Linked DNA regions of Pan troglodytes: region 2 is linked to region 1. Evidence: chromatin contacts called from public HiChIP or PLAC-seq data. All regions are on one chromosome and are shown on one strand. Each heading gives the region's core, a stretch centred on a gene start, on an enhancer-like site or on the middle of the called end of the contact. The rest is flanking DNA. Distances are from core to core; before and after follow the strand shown.

What was found. HiChIP or PLAC-seq counts read pairs in DNA pulled down with a chosen protein or histone mark.
Region 2: a contact with region 1 is called in an H3K4me3 HiChIP or PLAC-seq map of stem cell-derived excitatory neurons, with 7 times the contacts expected there. The contact joins the promoter of PCDH1 here to the promoter of ARAP3 in region 1. A contact is called at or near these places in 2 of 7 Hi-C or Micro-C datasets (induced pluripotent stem cells and stem cell-derived neural progenitor cells), 1 of 1 datasets of contacts at active chromatin or transcription factors (stem cell-derived excitatory neurons) and 1 of 1 other capture datasets (stem cell-derived neural stem cells).

Annotation. Positions count from the first base shown.
Region 1 is chr4:139,400,463-139,407,284 of NHGRI_mPanTro3-v2.0_pri, forward strand. ARAP3 (ArfGAP with RhoGAP domain, ankyrin repeat and PH domain 3) reads right to left here and starts at 2,471. Exons shown (of 33, transcript XM_009449832.5): 1 at 2,390-2,471; 2 at 170-678; 3 at 1-29. The coding sequence starts at 459.
Region 2 is chr4:139,593,604-139,600,595 of NHGRI_mPanTro3-v2.0_pri, forward strand. PCDH1 (protocadherin 1) reads right to left here and starts at 4,538. Exons shown (of 5, transcript XM_009449838.2): 1 at 4,453-4,538. It overlaps LOC104006583 (a long non-coding RNA gene), which reads left to right and starts at 4,576. Exons shown (of 3, transcript XR_008548089.2): 1 at 4,576-6,992.

The DNA of each region.
Region 1 (6,822 bases), core at 1,221-3,720:
GGGCAGAGATTTGGGAGCTGTCTGGGGCCCTGAATGGAAAGGTCTATTGGTTACTTAAGGAGAGAGGAGGAAGAACAAGCCTTCATGCCCTGCTCCCCGCCTCAGTCCCCCTCATGCTCTCCTCCCCACTCCTCCCAGCATCAGTCCCTAGGGAGCCAACTCCACTCACTTGTCCTGAGCTGCCTGTGCCCTGCCTCTTGAGTCCAGGCCAAAGTAGATGGAATTAGGCATCATCTCCACAGTATTTAGGGCTGAAGACTGCTCAGAGGAGGAAGTGGGGAGAGGAGGGGGCCTTGGGCTGGGCTCTGGGCTCCTGGACACTCCTGGTCCCCCGAGGGCTGGGCTCAGCCCAGGTCTCTGAGTGGTGGCAGGGCCACTGAGTCCACCAAACACGGTCCTGGGCTTCGGCACGGGCTTAGGGGGCTGGGCTTGCGGGGCTGGGCTGGGGGATGGTTCCATGGCACTATCTGATTTGGGATCCAGGGAGCCCTCTTCGGTGCCTGTCTGCAGCAGGCGTAGAATGCGTTTCCGGTGCCCTGTGGCGCTGATGCCCAACTGCTTCAGCTCCTCGTGGCCCAGGCCCCGGGCTGCACCTGCTGTAGCCAGGCCATGCCGTCGGAACGTGTCTGCATACTGCTCCAGGTGCACCGTGGCCAGCCACACAGCGATGTCCAGGTCCTGAGGGGCAGCCATGGGGGCTCAGGCCATTGCTGGGGGGAGGGGCAGGGTGAAGGGAGGGCTCAGGCTGAGAATCCCCCTCCCTGCCCCAGAGTCTGAGGCCTGGACAGTGAGCACCAGCCTCCAATCTTCCTCCAAAGAAAGATGCTGAAAGGCCTGCGATCTGGAAGCAGAGCCATCCCAGAACAACAGCAATGGCTCTCTACTTAGGGAAGGGACTTCATTTGAAGTTAAGGAAACTGAGGCCCAGAGAGGGGAAGGGGCTTGCCCCAGGTTCACAGTAAGTCAGTGCTAGAGTTGGCCCCTCAGTTCCTGCCCACCCTGGGTCTGGGTCAAAGCTCTGCTCCTGCCTGACTGCACATCCAACTGAGTAAGCATGGGACAAGATGCTAGAATGCTGTGGGGCACAGTGGGATAGGGAGATGCAGAGGAGGGGCCAATGATGTGGCCAATCAGCTCTGGAGTAAGGTGGGGAGAGGGGCAGCCTAGATAGGAGGAAGGAGGTGCAGACGCCCCCTCCCTCTTGTTTCCAGAGCCGATGTATGCAGGCCTGCCATCCTAATCCTGGTTGTTCCCAGTCCCTCCTCCCCTTCCACCTATTGTCTCTGCTCAGACTTCCTTCCTGTCCCTCCAGCCCTGGCCGCCTCCACATCCTGCCTGCTTTGGTCAGGCTGCCGGGAGAGCCCTAACCAGTCCTAATGTGTGGGGTCCCGGCCCTGGGTGGAGGCTAATTGAAGAATAAGGATGGGGATGGAGAACCAGGCCAGAGAGATGAGGCCTGACCTCTGGTCAGGGGTACTCCAGAGGCTTCTGGACTCTTTGCCCACCGGCAGCATGTTCACATGCTGTTCACCTGTGTGTGCACATGCCCTGTAGCGATTTGGCAGTGTGAAATGCCATCCCCCCACCTCTGCTTTCTCCAAGCCTTCCTTTTCTGAGCTTGCCTTTTCCCTGCTCATTCCCTTGGGCTCAGGTCTCTGTGCTCTGTCCCCCTTCCACCAGCCTGACCCCGACCCTGACCCTGGTCTATTTCATAGACCTGTCTCTAATTCTGTGGCCCCTGAGTTTTATCTCTGCCTTGTCACTGTCCCTGCCCCATTCCATCTCAACCTCTCAATTCTTCTTTGTCCCTCTCCTTGTCCCACCCTGTTTTGCTCTCTGTCATTAAGCTTGTCCTTGACTCAGTCTACAATTCTAACCAGATCTTGAGTTGTATCTGTGTCTCTGTCTGCCTCTGAGCCTGGGTTTCTGTCTTCCGCCTCGGCCTAGGCTCTCTCCCTGTTACTCTTGTGCTCTGTCGATGACCAGGACGCCCTCTCCGTCCCAGCATCACTGCTGGCCTCCCTCTGCCTCTCTCCAGCTGGGCCTCATTCCCAAGCCAGGGCCCGCGTGCTGAGCCTCGGGCCCTGACTCAGGGCCCGGTTTCCCGGTGACTCAGGCCGGGCTCGACAGCACGGGGCTGGGAGCTGAGGTGCTCGCGGGACAGGAGTGGCGGGGGCGGGGCGGGCAGTGGCGGGCAGCGCAGGCTGCGACGAGGGAGGGGGCGAGGAGGGATGAGGCAGAGGCCGGGCAGCAGGAGGGAGGGGCGGGTCGTGGCAGGGATGGGGAGGGCCGCCGGCGCCGAGGGGGCCTGGGAGCCCACGAAGGCCCTCGAGAAGGTGATGGGGAGGAGTCTGGGAAGCAGGGACCCGGGGGGCGCGGGGATCCTCACCTCACTACGCGGCCGCCGTCCGCTCGCGGGTGCCCGCCGCTCGTCCGAGGTTCTGGGTCCCGCCGCGCCGGCCCCGCCTCCCCTCTGCCCTCCCTCGACGGGCCCAGCCCCGCCCCGCCCGGCCGGTTCCCTCCGCGGGGCCCCGGCCACTCCTTGTGCAAGCGCAGGCCTCCAAAGGGTTTGGGCTTCTTGCCCAACCGCCGCGCTTATCTCCGAGTCTGCCCCCAGTCTGCCCTCTCGCAGGCCGAGAAAGGACCAGAACACGTTGGGACGAAGACAACCTCAGGGAGAGGGACAAAGAGGCAGAGACCGGGACGGAGATTGGGACGGAGGTAGAAACTGAGAAAGGGAGAGTGCCAGGGACGGCTTTGCATCCTCTCCGCTGCTCCCATGCCCTCCAGTCCTGCCAAAAGGGAGGAGGAAAGGTCGAGCCCTAATCCCCCAGGGCACCTCTCCCACGCCCAGAAGGGTGGCTGGACCCTGGCAACTAGTTTAGTGTGGGGACGGAAGCTGGACATCCAGAATTGAGACTTGGCCTGGGCAACAAGCGCAGAGGCCCAGCAGAGGGGTACCCGTCTGTTTCTCCCCACTTCCATCCCCAAGGGCCCGGCCTAGGTTCCTTCGAGGGATGAAGGTCCGCAAGGCACATCCCTACTTCCAAACCAAGGTTTGGGGCTGCCTTTTTGGGACAGGCGGACGCCCTGCAAGCTCAGTGACCAAGCAAGCAGCTGTTTCATTCATGGGAGAAGCCGCCCCTTCTCCCCAACTCCCACCCTAAAATTTCAGGGGGGATGCCGGGGAGGCCTGAGGAGGAATGGCCCTTCTCTCCTTCGCTAATCTTGCCGGAACCCCGGTCCTGGAGCCTGTCTCCCGGGGGCGGAGGCACTTCCCTCTCTGAGCAGGACCAGTGTTTGGGTTGGGGGGGGGGGTGTTTGTGTGTGTGTGTGTGTGTGTATGTGTGTATGTGTGTATGTGTTGGGGGTGGCGGGGGCGCTGGCCGGCTGTGTTTTCCTGTTTGTATGAGAGGAAGTTGGCTGTGAGTCAGCAGACACAGGAACTGTCAGTAGCTAGGGGAAGACCCCTGCCTCAGGGGAAGAAGAGGGGAGTGGGAGGAAGTGGTTCCCACCTCTTCCAGCTGCCTCAGCTAGGGGAGGGACTGTCATCTTCAGCCTACTGGAGCCCCACTTTCCCGGCCTTCCCTTTGAGAAAGAGAATTATAGTAATAAAATAATAATTGCAATAGCCATAATAAGGGCTACCAATTATTGAGAGCTGACTGTGCTCCAGGATCTATGTAAACATTGCTTTGCAAACTTTAATCCTCACAAATATCCCTACAAATAGGAAATTTTATCACCTCTATTTTACATATAAGGAGACAGGGAGCATTAAATAACTTGCTCAAGACTCTGCAGCTAGAAAATAGCCAACCCTCCAAGTCTATATCTATAACTACCATGCTCACCTACCACCCTGGACAGGACCCCTGCACCATGTCCTTTTTTTCGGATGGGCAACTGTGGTGGCAGTGAGAATGCTCCTCACAGATCTTACACTGTGAGGAGTGAAATTAACCAATGGCCCCAGCTGCTTCTCTCTGAAATCTAAGGCCAGCTTCCCACTGGGCTGCTCCCAGCCAGTGACAGAGCTCAGCAGAGATCCTAAGGCAGACCCATTCCTGGGAGATAGGGGACTCCTTTGACAGCTGACTTTGGATCAAGATTTCCCAATGGCTTTGCTGAACTTTCCTTTGACTGGTGTTTTAGGATGCTCCTCTCAACCTTTATTCCTTCTCTCTCTCCTTCACAGCTCTCCTAGCTCCAGGCTCCCTTCCTCTCTCACAGGCATCTCCCCTAGTCAAATCCTTGCATTCTGCCTTGGCAGCTTCTTCTTTAAGGGACTCAGACTAACCCAGCAAAATAAGGGAGCAGGAAAAGACAGTAAAGGGCACAGGGAGTTTTGAGGAATGGATGCCGGGGAGTTTGGGTCAGGGGCTAGATGCAAGAGTTCTGAACCTTTTTGTGCCATGTTCTCCTTTGGCAATACGGTAAAGTATGTGGCCTCATCTCAGAATAATATTTTAAAATGCATAAAATAAAATATATAGGATTACAAAGGAAACCAATTATGTTGTAATACACATATAAAACCGATGTGATATAGTAATATATGTGCTTATTTATTAATGCTTTAAATAAGATCTAGTGGTAGGTTGATACCTCACATAACTTTGATGCAGTGATGAGCATAAATGGTATTTCAAAAGATCTGCAATATTGTAATATGATATAAAAATATATGTGATTTCTACTGGTGACAAAGCCATAGTTATGGCTAAAATGACTGGTTTGTTGCTATTGTCATAATTGGAGGAAATGTTAAATTTCAGCTAGAGATTAGTGAAAGTAATATTCTTTTCCCATCCAAGTCCACTGACTCCAAGTTAAGGACACCAATGCCAGATGATGGGGCAGAGCCACAGAGAGGGAGACCTGGCTTCCTCCCTCAGACCCCACTTCCCTTCTTTGGCTCAATGATATGGGGCAGGTGGAGGCTTCTGACCCCTGGCTTGTGTCTTCCTGAGTTCAAGCGATTCTCGTGCCTCAGCCTTGTGCCTCAGCCTCCCGAGTAGCTGGGATTACAGGTGCCTGCCACCACACCCAGCTAATTTTTGTATTTTAGTAGAGACAGGGTTTCACCATGTTGGCCAGGCTGGTCTCAAACTCCTGACCTCAGGTGATCCACCCACCTCAGCCTCCCAAAGTGCTGGGATTACAGGCATGAGCCACCATGCCCGGCCGAAATTAGTAAATCTTAAATCTTAATCTTAACACATAGGACAAAAGGGACACTAGTGAGCAGAGGAAGAGGAAGAACGAAGCAATGAGGAGATGTGGAAGGGAATTCTTCAATAGCCCCTTCCATGTCTCGATTTGTTCCCCACTCAAATGATAGACTATTAAGCCACAATCACTTTGGAGGCCACTTTGTTCACTGAAAGTGGATGGTATGCAGTAATTAAGAACAAGGTCTCTCGGCTAGGCACTGTGGCTCACACCTGTAATCCCAGCATTTTGGGAGGCCAAGGCAGGAGGATTGTTTGAGAGCAGGAGTTTGAGGCCAGCCTGGGCAACATAGCAAGACCTCGTCTCTACTAAAAATTTTAAAATTAGCCAAGTGTGGTAGTGTGCACCTGTAGTCCCAGCTACTCAGGAGGTGGAGGTGGGAGGATTGCTTGAGCCAGGAGGTGGAGATTGCAGTGAGCCGAGATCGTACCACTGCACTCCAGCTTGGGTGACAGTGAGGCCTGTCTCTAAAAACAAAACAAAACACCACCCCCACCAACAACAAAAACTAAAACAAAAGGTCAACAAAAAAACAGTCTCTAAAATAAAGCCCTGATGCCACCTCTACCAGCTGTGACCTGAGCAGATTATTCATCTCTATTTTGCCCTGTGTGCCTCAGTTTCCTTTTCTGAAAAAAGGAGAGAGAATAGTGCCTGACAGGGTTGTAAAGATTAATCTATGGAAATATATGGGTAATATGTGGAAAGGACCTGACATTCAATGAGTGCTCAAAGTGTTTCCTGTTCCTTGTTCCTATTTTTGCCAGTTACTTCCATGATAACTCTGGTATGCACCCAGCTTGCCTGTTTCTTCATCACTCTGGCATATCCCGTTACCTATTTTAATCAATCAGCCTGTGTCATCCTATTGCCAAATTAGACCACATTGTACCCCTTGTATTTTCCCCAGGGTCCCCAGTTGTCATCTTGTCTGTTCCATCACTTTTGTTACTCAATTTCCTGTCACCCCTGCAACTCCTGATCGCCTCCATGGTCTCCAGTGGCCTCCAGGTCACACTCCTTTCCTGCCCTTACCCTCTGGATGGTAGAAGGCACAGCCATCACCCACATTTGGTCCTGATGAGATGGGACAGGGCCTAGGGGGATGCCAAGGTGCAAGTTTCTTTTTATTTATTTATTTTTTTGAGACAGAGTCTCCCTCTGTCGCCCAGGTTGGAGTGGAGTGGTGCAATCTCGTATCACTGTAGCCTCCGCCTCCCAGATTCAAGCGATTCTCCTGCCTCAGCCTCCCTAGTAGCTGGGATTACAGGCGCCCACCACCACATCCGGCTAATTTTTGTGGTTTTTTTTAGTAGAGACGCAGTTTCACCATGTTGGCGGGGCTGGTCTTGAACTCCTGACCTCAGGTGATCCACCTGCCTTGGCCTCCCAAAGTGCTGGGATTACAGGCGTGAGCCACCGCGCCCGGCCGAGCATGTTTCTTACAGGAAGGAAGACTCCCATTCAATCCTTTCATTTATTTCTCATGTTTTTATTAATCATCTTTTCTGGACCAACCACTGCTCAAGGGTTTAGAGATGCAATGACGTGCTCAGCAGATTTTGGGGAACATGACCTGCTCAAGAA
Region 2 (6,992 bases), core at 3,288-5,787, 200 kb after region 1:
AGGCCTTCCCTCACCCCTGTTCCCACCATCTCTGAACTTTGTCCCCAGCAGTTGGGCACTGGGAGTCATTAGTCCCACATGGCAGCCTTTGATACATGCAGCGCCTTATCTGCCCTTCCCCGGGCCCTGGCTGCCTTCCTGGGCAACGGTGCCCTACCTCCCCCCAGTGACATGGGCACCCAGGACCCTGAGAAGCCAGAGCCTGAGGGGGAACAGGCGCAGGGACCCATGTCCCTCAGATAGAGGAGCAGAAGTGCCGTCAGGGGTGTAGGAGTAAGGGATAAGGAGGGGACGGAGTCCCAGAAAAGCTGAAGGAAATACCGTCTGTGTCAACATCTGGGAAGGGATGACAACAGAGGTGAGAGTTCACCCGGAAACTTCACTTCCAGCCCACGCCGGGGACCAAGGTCCATTTTGCTGAGTGCTGTGGCCAGAGAAAAAACACACAGAGGCAGCCACCACTGTCCCAGTAGCCAGGTCAGCTCTGACTCCCCACCCTCACCCCAGCACTGTTACACAACGGTCACTGCCGCGGGCACAAAACACCAAGGGACAAACGGACTGTCGCGGGGAGAGGGGAAGCAAATGGGGTTGCGTGGGGTGGAGCTGAACAGAAGCCTCCCACAGAGAGCAAGTGTGCAGACCTCAGCTCCTCTCCCCTCTCTCCCACAACCCTCTATTAGCCTCTGCAGGGCTTCTGGGCACCTGCATGTCAGATCGTTGGGGTTAGAACCCTCGCTCCACCACTTCCTAGCTGTGTGACATTAACCAAGTGAATTTACTTTTCTGAACCTGTTTCCATACTGTGAAATGGAAATAATGAAACCTGCCTCTTGAAATTATTTGGGAGAATTAAATGAGATCTCATGCCTATAAGGTCTATTACATTAAGGTCTATTTACATTACATGTAAAGGACAAATCATTTTTTTTCCTAAGTCTTCCAATTGCTGAATAGACCATTTTATTTCCAGCATCGGGCACACAGTGGGTGCCCCTTGGTTCGATGGATAAACAAGCCAATCCCTCGCTGGTTGGTAAGTCCTATGAAAGCAATGATGGTATGTCTCTTACTACTGCATCCTCACCACCCACCATGGGCCCTGGCAGATAAAAGGTGCTCAATACATTGTTGAACAGAATCTCTGCACCAACTATCCTTGCTCACGGCAGGGGCAGCCCTCACCTTCTTCTTTCCCTACACCCCTCCCCGAACCCTGATTCCCACTTAGCTCCTCCCCCACCCTCGCGGCCCCCTCCTGGCCCTTCAACCCCCTTCTCAGCAATTAGCTTACTATCGCTTGCCCAGCTCCCCTGCAGAAGTAGCCGCAGCAGCAGCCCCTCTGCTAAGAAGATGGCAGACCAGCAAGACACCCACTTCCAGCTGAAGTCCCTTTTGGAATTGGGAATTGGAGGTGGGTAGGAGAAGGGGTAAAAACTAAATGCGGCCAGAACTGAATCCAGACTTGCCTCCCTATCACACTGCCTCTGGCCACCTCTGGGGGCCAGTCTGCCTCTCCCCTCGATTCCACCCCATGCCCTAGTCTAGTTGTAATTACAGGTTCCAATTCCCCCAGACCCTAACGTCAATAAAGTAACACCCACCTACTCCCGCGCCCCCCACCCCCTACAAACACAGCTAGACCTCCGGCTTGTCAGAAAAACTTTCTGGGCGGCCCCTTCCCTGGCAGCTCCCGAGGGTTGACCCAGAGCAGGTGCTAGAAGCCTCCCGGCGTCTTCCTGCACGAAGCGACCCAAGCAGCCCCAGTCCGCACCGCCTTGGTCAGCGGGCGCTCCCAGCACACACCCAGCGCGCGGAGCGACTCCTCCCAGAGGACGCCGAGTGTGTGTGTGTGTTGCGGGGATTAGGGGGTGGCAGGGGGGACGGCGGCAGTTTCTTGGGCTCTGGCGGCCCCACCCCCACCCCGGCAGCGCCCAGCCTCCAGGAACCCAAGGCAAGGCTAGGGCGCGGCGTGGTGAGAACGCGCCTCGGCTAGTTGGGGGAGCCCTTGCGCCCCCCGCACCCAGGCCACCGCGGGGAATCCCTCCTCCCCGGCATCTCCGGCCTCGGCCTAGGGTCCCCCGCAGGCCGGAGCCGTCGCGAGCAGCGCAGCGGGCGCCGGGAGGGGGCGGGGAGGGAGCCGGCGCCGGAATCACAAAGCCGCGAACCCGGCTAGGCGGGGACATTCTCATAAAACCGACCCTCTCGTGGCGAGCAGAGGGAGTTTTTTGCCCTACGCTCAGTCCTCCAAGGCCTCAGTGCCGCCCCCAGTCTTTCCTGGCAGAAGAAATAGTAGCCGACCACTGTTGGGGAAACTGAGGCCAGAATTCTGACTTACAGAGGGTAGCTGGGGGGGAAGGGGTGCGAGACCACCTCGCCTACAAATTCTGCTCCTATGCCTGCCGCGATCTCTGTTCTGGCTCCAGGGCCTGCCCGCGCACACACTGGCCTACAGCGGGGACCAGGCGGAGGGGGCGCCCAGGTGTGAGACGAACCCAGGTGTGCGGGACCCAGGTGTGCTGGAGACCCAGGTGGCTCAGAAAACTCAGCTAAATGGCTGGAAGAGGGTCGCAATCACCGTCCCAGGCTAGCACCCTCTACAAAGGAACCTGGGGCCCCAGAGCTCCGGGGAGGCGGGATGGCTTGCCAGCCAGGTCCAGCTTGTTCCCGGAACACCGGCCGGTTCGGCCCGGGAGTGGCGGTTGGGGAGGCGCCGACTGGGAAGCCGGCAGGCCGGCCCAGCCTTCCCGCTGTGCCGATATTTACAATAATAATGTCGCGATTAACGTGGCGGGGCGCTTGGGGCTCGCCGAGCGACCCCGGCGGCTTCTCCTGCCTGAATCTGGACTCCGAGAGAGAGGAACGGAGTGTGTGTGTTTGTGTGTATGCGCTGCAGGGTGTAATGTAATGTGACACTGTTGGTTTAAGGTGTGTGTGACACCCAGTGTTAAGATGGGTGAAGCAGTGGATTCTGTGTTTGTGACCGTGAGGCGCTGCTGTAGGTGCCAATTCCTGTGTTAGAGTGTGTGCCATCAAGCGTGTGCTGAGATACTGGGTTGTGTGTTTGTGTGGGTGCAGTAGAGGGGTGCAAGGAGACCTGTGCTGTGTACCTATGTTCTGGCCAAGAAATGGGTGAGATGATATATGCTAGGGTGTGTTCCTTAAAGGAATGTGGGGGGTGGCTAGGTTTTGAGGGTTCATGTAGTGAACTGTGGCTGTGACACTCGTACATGAGGGCACGAGATTGTGTTTGTGTGTCCACGTCGCGGGGTGTCACACCCGGTTGTGTTATTGCTCTGTAAAGCCACGGGTTGTGTGTCGGTGCTGCTGATCGTGCAGGCACTGAAGCGGATTCTGAGCTGGCGACGGTGCCCCAGTGGGCGCTGGTGTGCGGGAGGTATGTCTGTGTGCACATATGCACGGATGTATGTATGTGTGTATATATGTCCACGGTCTGGCCCTCTGGGTGCCCGCGGGAAGCTGGAAGCGGCTGAGTGAGCCGAGCTAGTTGCCCAACAAGTGTGTATGTATGTGTTGTGGACAAGGGTCCTTGCTTGCTCCGTCCTCCGGGAGACCCCCACCAAACTGGGGGCCGCGCGCTTCCCCAAACCCATCCTCCACGCCGCGCGCTCCTGGAGTCTCCTTATCCCCGTCTCTCCGAGCGCGCCCAGGTTCGGGACGCGGGGACTAGGGTTCTGCTCAGCACCCCCTCCCCTCCCTCGGCTTCTCGCCGCGGACCTGGGAGGACGGAATCCCTCAGCCGCATCCCCTAGTCTGGGCTCCCAGCAGCCCCCACCTCAGCCCCCTCGCGCCGAGCTCGGGTTGGGCCCCCGCGGCCTCGCTCCGCCGAGCGCCCCTCCCTCAGCTCCCGCCGGCCATGACCGCTTCGGGCCCCAAGCCGCTGCTGCCTCCACCGCCGCCGGATCCTTACCCGCCTCCGGGCAGCGCCGGCCGCCCGCCCCTCTGTCCATGAGCCGCCGCCGGCCCCGGCCCGGGCTGCGGCTCCGCACGGCTGGGGCTGGCGCTGCAGTTCGGGCTCCGGCTCCGGCTGGCTCTGGGCGCAGCAGCCCGGCGGCTTTGCGTCCGCGCCGCGCTCCCGCTCCCCGAGTGTGTGAGGCGGCGGCGGCGGCGGCGGCGGCGGCGGCGGCGGCGGCGGAGCCAGCAGAGAGCGGAGCGCACAGCCCGGCCCGCCCCCTCCCTCCCCCCTCCCTCCCGGCCCGCCCGCCTCCCCGCCCCCCCTCCCCCCCTCCGGCCGGGAGGTGGAGCTCGGGACCGCTCCGGTCCGGCTGGGAGGGGACCCCGAGCACCGCTCCCCAAAGCCTGGACCCCTCCCTCTGCCATCTCTTCACTGCCCGAGGCCCAGTACACAGGCCGTCCCCTCCTCTGCGCCTCACCTTACACTTATCCCACCCAAGCCTCCATCTAGGACCGCTCCTGGATTCCCCTCCTTACCCTACTCAAACACCTGTCCCCAGCTCTGTCTGCCCCCTGGGAAGTCGAGGCAAGGGAAGTGTCTCCCACAGCGCCTTCTTCCCTGGGCACCTGCTCCTCCATATCCACCCTCTTCCCGCCCAGATCCCCGATCACCCTGTGTGGCCCTCCCTTCCCGCTGCGCTCGGGGAAAGTCCACCCCTCCCCCTCCGGCCGAAGCCGCAGAGCGGTCAGCCTCGGTGGCCGCAGTAAGCCGTGGGGGTGGGGCTATGGAGGGGACCGTGGGAGGAGGAGGCTAATGGGACCCGGGGGCTCTAGAGTGAGGATGGGGAAGATACACAAGCGTGAAGACGAAGTGCTGCTCCTGAGCTTAGGCTATTCGAGGGTCCCCTGATCACCTGCCCTCTGCACGGCGTAGTGCTGCGGCCACACGTATTTGCCAGTGACTTACATTATACAGTCACCGGGTCCCTGCCCCGCGAGGCCGCGCAGTGTCACGGCCTGTGTCACACGCCCTCGCAGTGCCACACGCTCCCTATCACACTCACACTCACCAAATCACACACGGTGTCACACGCAGTGTCTCACACACTCCAATACTCGGTTTCTCCCATTCAGCTCTGGCTCTCTGGCGCCATCTAGAGGTCTCTGAGTAGCTTGGGAACTCCCTCTCCTGCGCTTGCGGTTTGGTAACCCAGGCTACCAAGTGTCCCAGTTCAACAGGACCTCCTGCCTTCTTCGCCTGCAGGCCCAGGCAGAGTGTTCTAGGTCAAAAGAATGAGGAAGGTTATCCCTAGCCAGGCCTAGTGCTGGGTGAGGAAAGGCTCTTGTTATGGGATGACCAGTTGTTGGGCCTCTTTTTGCCATAGCCTCTGACTCCCCATCTCTGTCCTTCCCCATTTTCCTATTCCTATCACTCTTCTGTGCCTTTCCTCTTTCTTCTACTTCCTTCTCTTCTCAGCTCTGGCCTCTCTCGGTGGGATGCTCTTCAGGGTAAAAGTGGAATCTCTGGTTAGCTAAGAGAGCAAGCAAAGTCTGTCCAAGATCTCTCCCAGAGCAGCCCTGCTTAACTGGACTCCTTTTCTGACCTGGGCCCTGCTCTATCCCTCAGCCCCAGGAGCCCAGGGGCGGGGCTCTAGATGGGAGATGGGGTTATCTGGTGAAAGAGGGGGGTGGGTCTGTTCTGTAAGTAGCTTCTTTCTGTCTCTAGAAAGCTCATACTCTCCACATCATTGAGCACAGCTCCGAGGAGGGAATCAGTGGCCCAGAGAGAAGAAATCTTCCACAGAAGAGCTGCCCCGGTCTCCCTGCCCCCAGCGTGTGCCCGCTGCCCAATGCAGCAAACCCTCCCTGGTCTGCTTGCTGGGAGCCATTCAAAGGCTCCTCTGTTCTCCTCCCTTGCTCAGGGCTGAGCAGGATCAGCAGCCGCAGAGCTGGGCAGGAAATGCTAATCTCCCAGATGTTCGCCTCCATCCTCCCTGCTCCACCACCATCAAACTCAAATTCTGCACCAAGTGGTAGGAGCAGAACTGGGCCAGAGCAGCAGCACCAGGGTGTGCCTACTCTTCTCCCTGCTCCCCAGCCCCTCCTACCCCAGCTGCCAGGCTGGGCTCTGTGCCCCTGAGTCAGGGGCAATGTAGATATGAGAATTGGGGCCTTTTTTCCCCAGGAAAGAGGGCAGGTGAGCAAGCAGGGACTGGGAGGATGGTTGGGGAGCAAGGGAGGTGGCATTTGAAGAGGAGAGAAGTCAGACTTTTGGCCCTGTACCAAAGTGGGAGGAGGACCTGCTTGGCAAGTGAAGCATTGGGGGAGGCTCCTGAAACTGATGGTGCCTGAGTTCCAGCTGAGACTGTGGCCAGGGATTGGAACCAGGGTGATGCTGGGTATGGGAACGGTTGGGGTGCTTGCTGTGATATCCGTGTACCTGGGATGGGCTGTGGCTAAGTGAACTAGGATGCTGTAGGGCCTGGAACTGTAACACCAAGGCTGCTGCCTCTGATTGTACTTAGGACACTGTTGCAGTGCTCTGATGCTGGTGTGCCTAGGCTATAGCCAATAAGATTACCTGAGAAACTATCGCCAAGCTGTGTGTATATGGGTGTGTGTGTGCATGTTGAGGGAGGGCTGTAACTGATAAGCTGTTGGGCCTGAAGCTATAGATATGAGGCTGGCACACCTGAGACTGGCTGTAGCTGAGAAGCTGTTCCCTGTTAATATGATGTAGATGGGACTGTAACTGGATCCATTGACTAGGTCCTAGGAGATGAGAGGCTGTTGAGAGGAGCCTGTACCTGGAAGACAGGCTGTTACCTGGGATAGGAGCAGAGCTACTGTTGTGTATGGGACTGTAGCTGAGCCGCTATTGGTCCTGGAGCTGTAGCTGTGATGACAGCATACTGGGGATTGGCTATAGCTAAGATGCTGTTGCTCAGGATTGTGGCTGGGCTGTTACTGTGTGCTGGACTCTAGCTGGGATGCCTGCAGCTATAACTTTAAAGCTTGGGTGTAGCTAGGAGGCCATTTCCTGGTAATTTTGCTGGACCATTGTTGTGTGGGGGCTG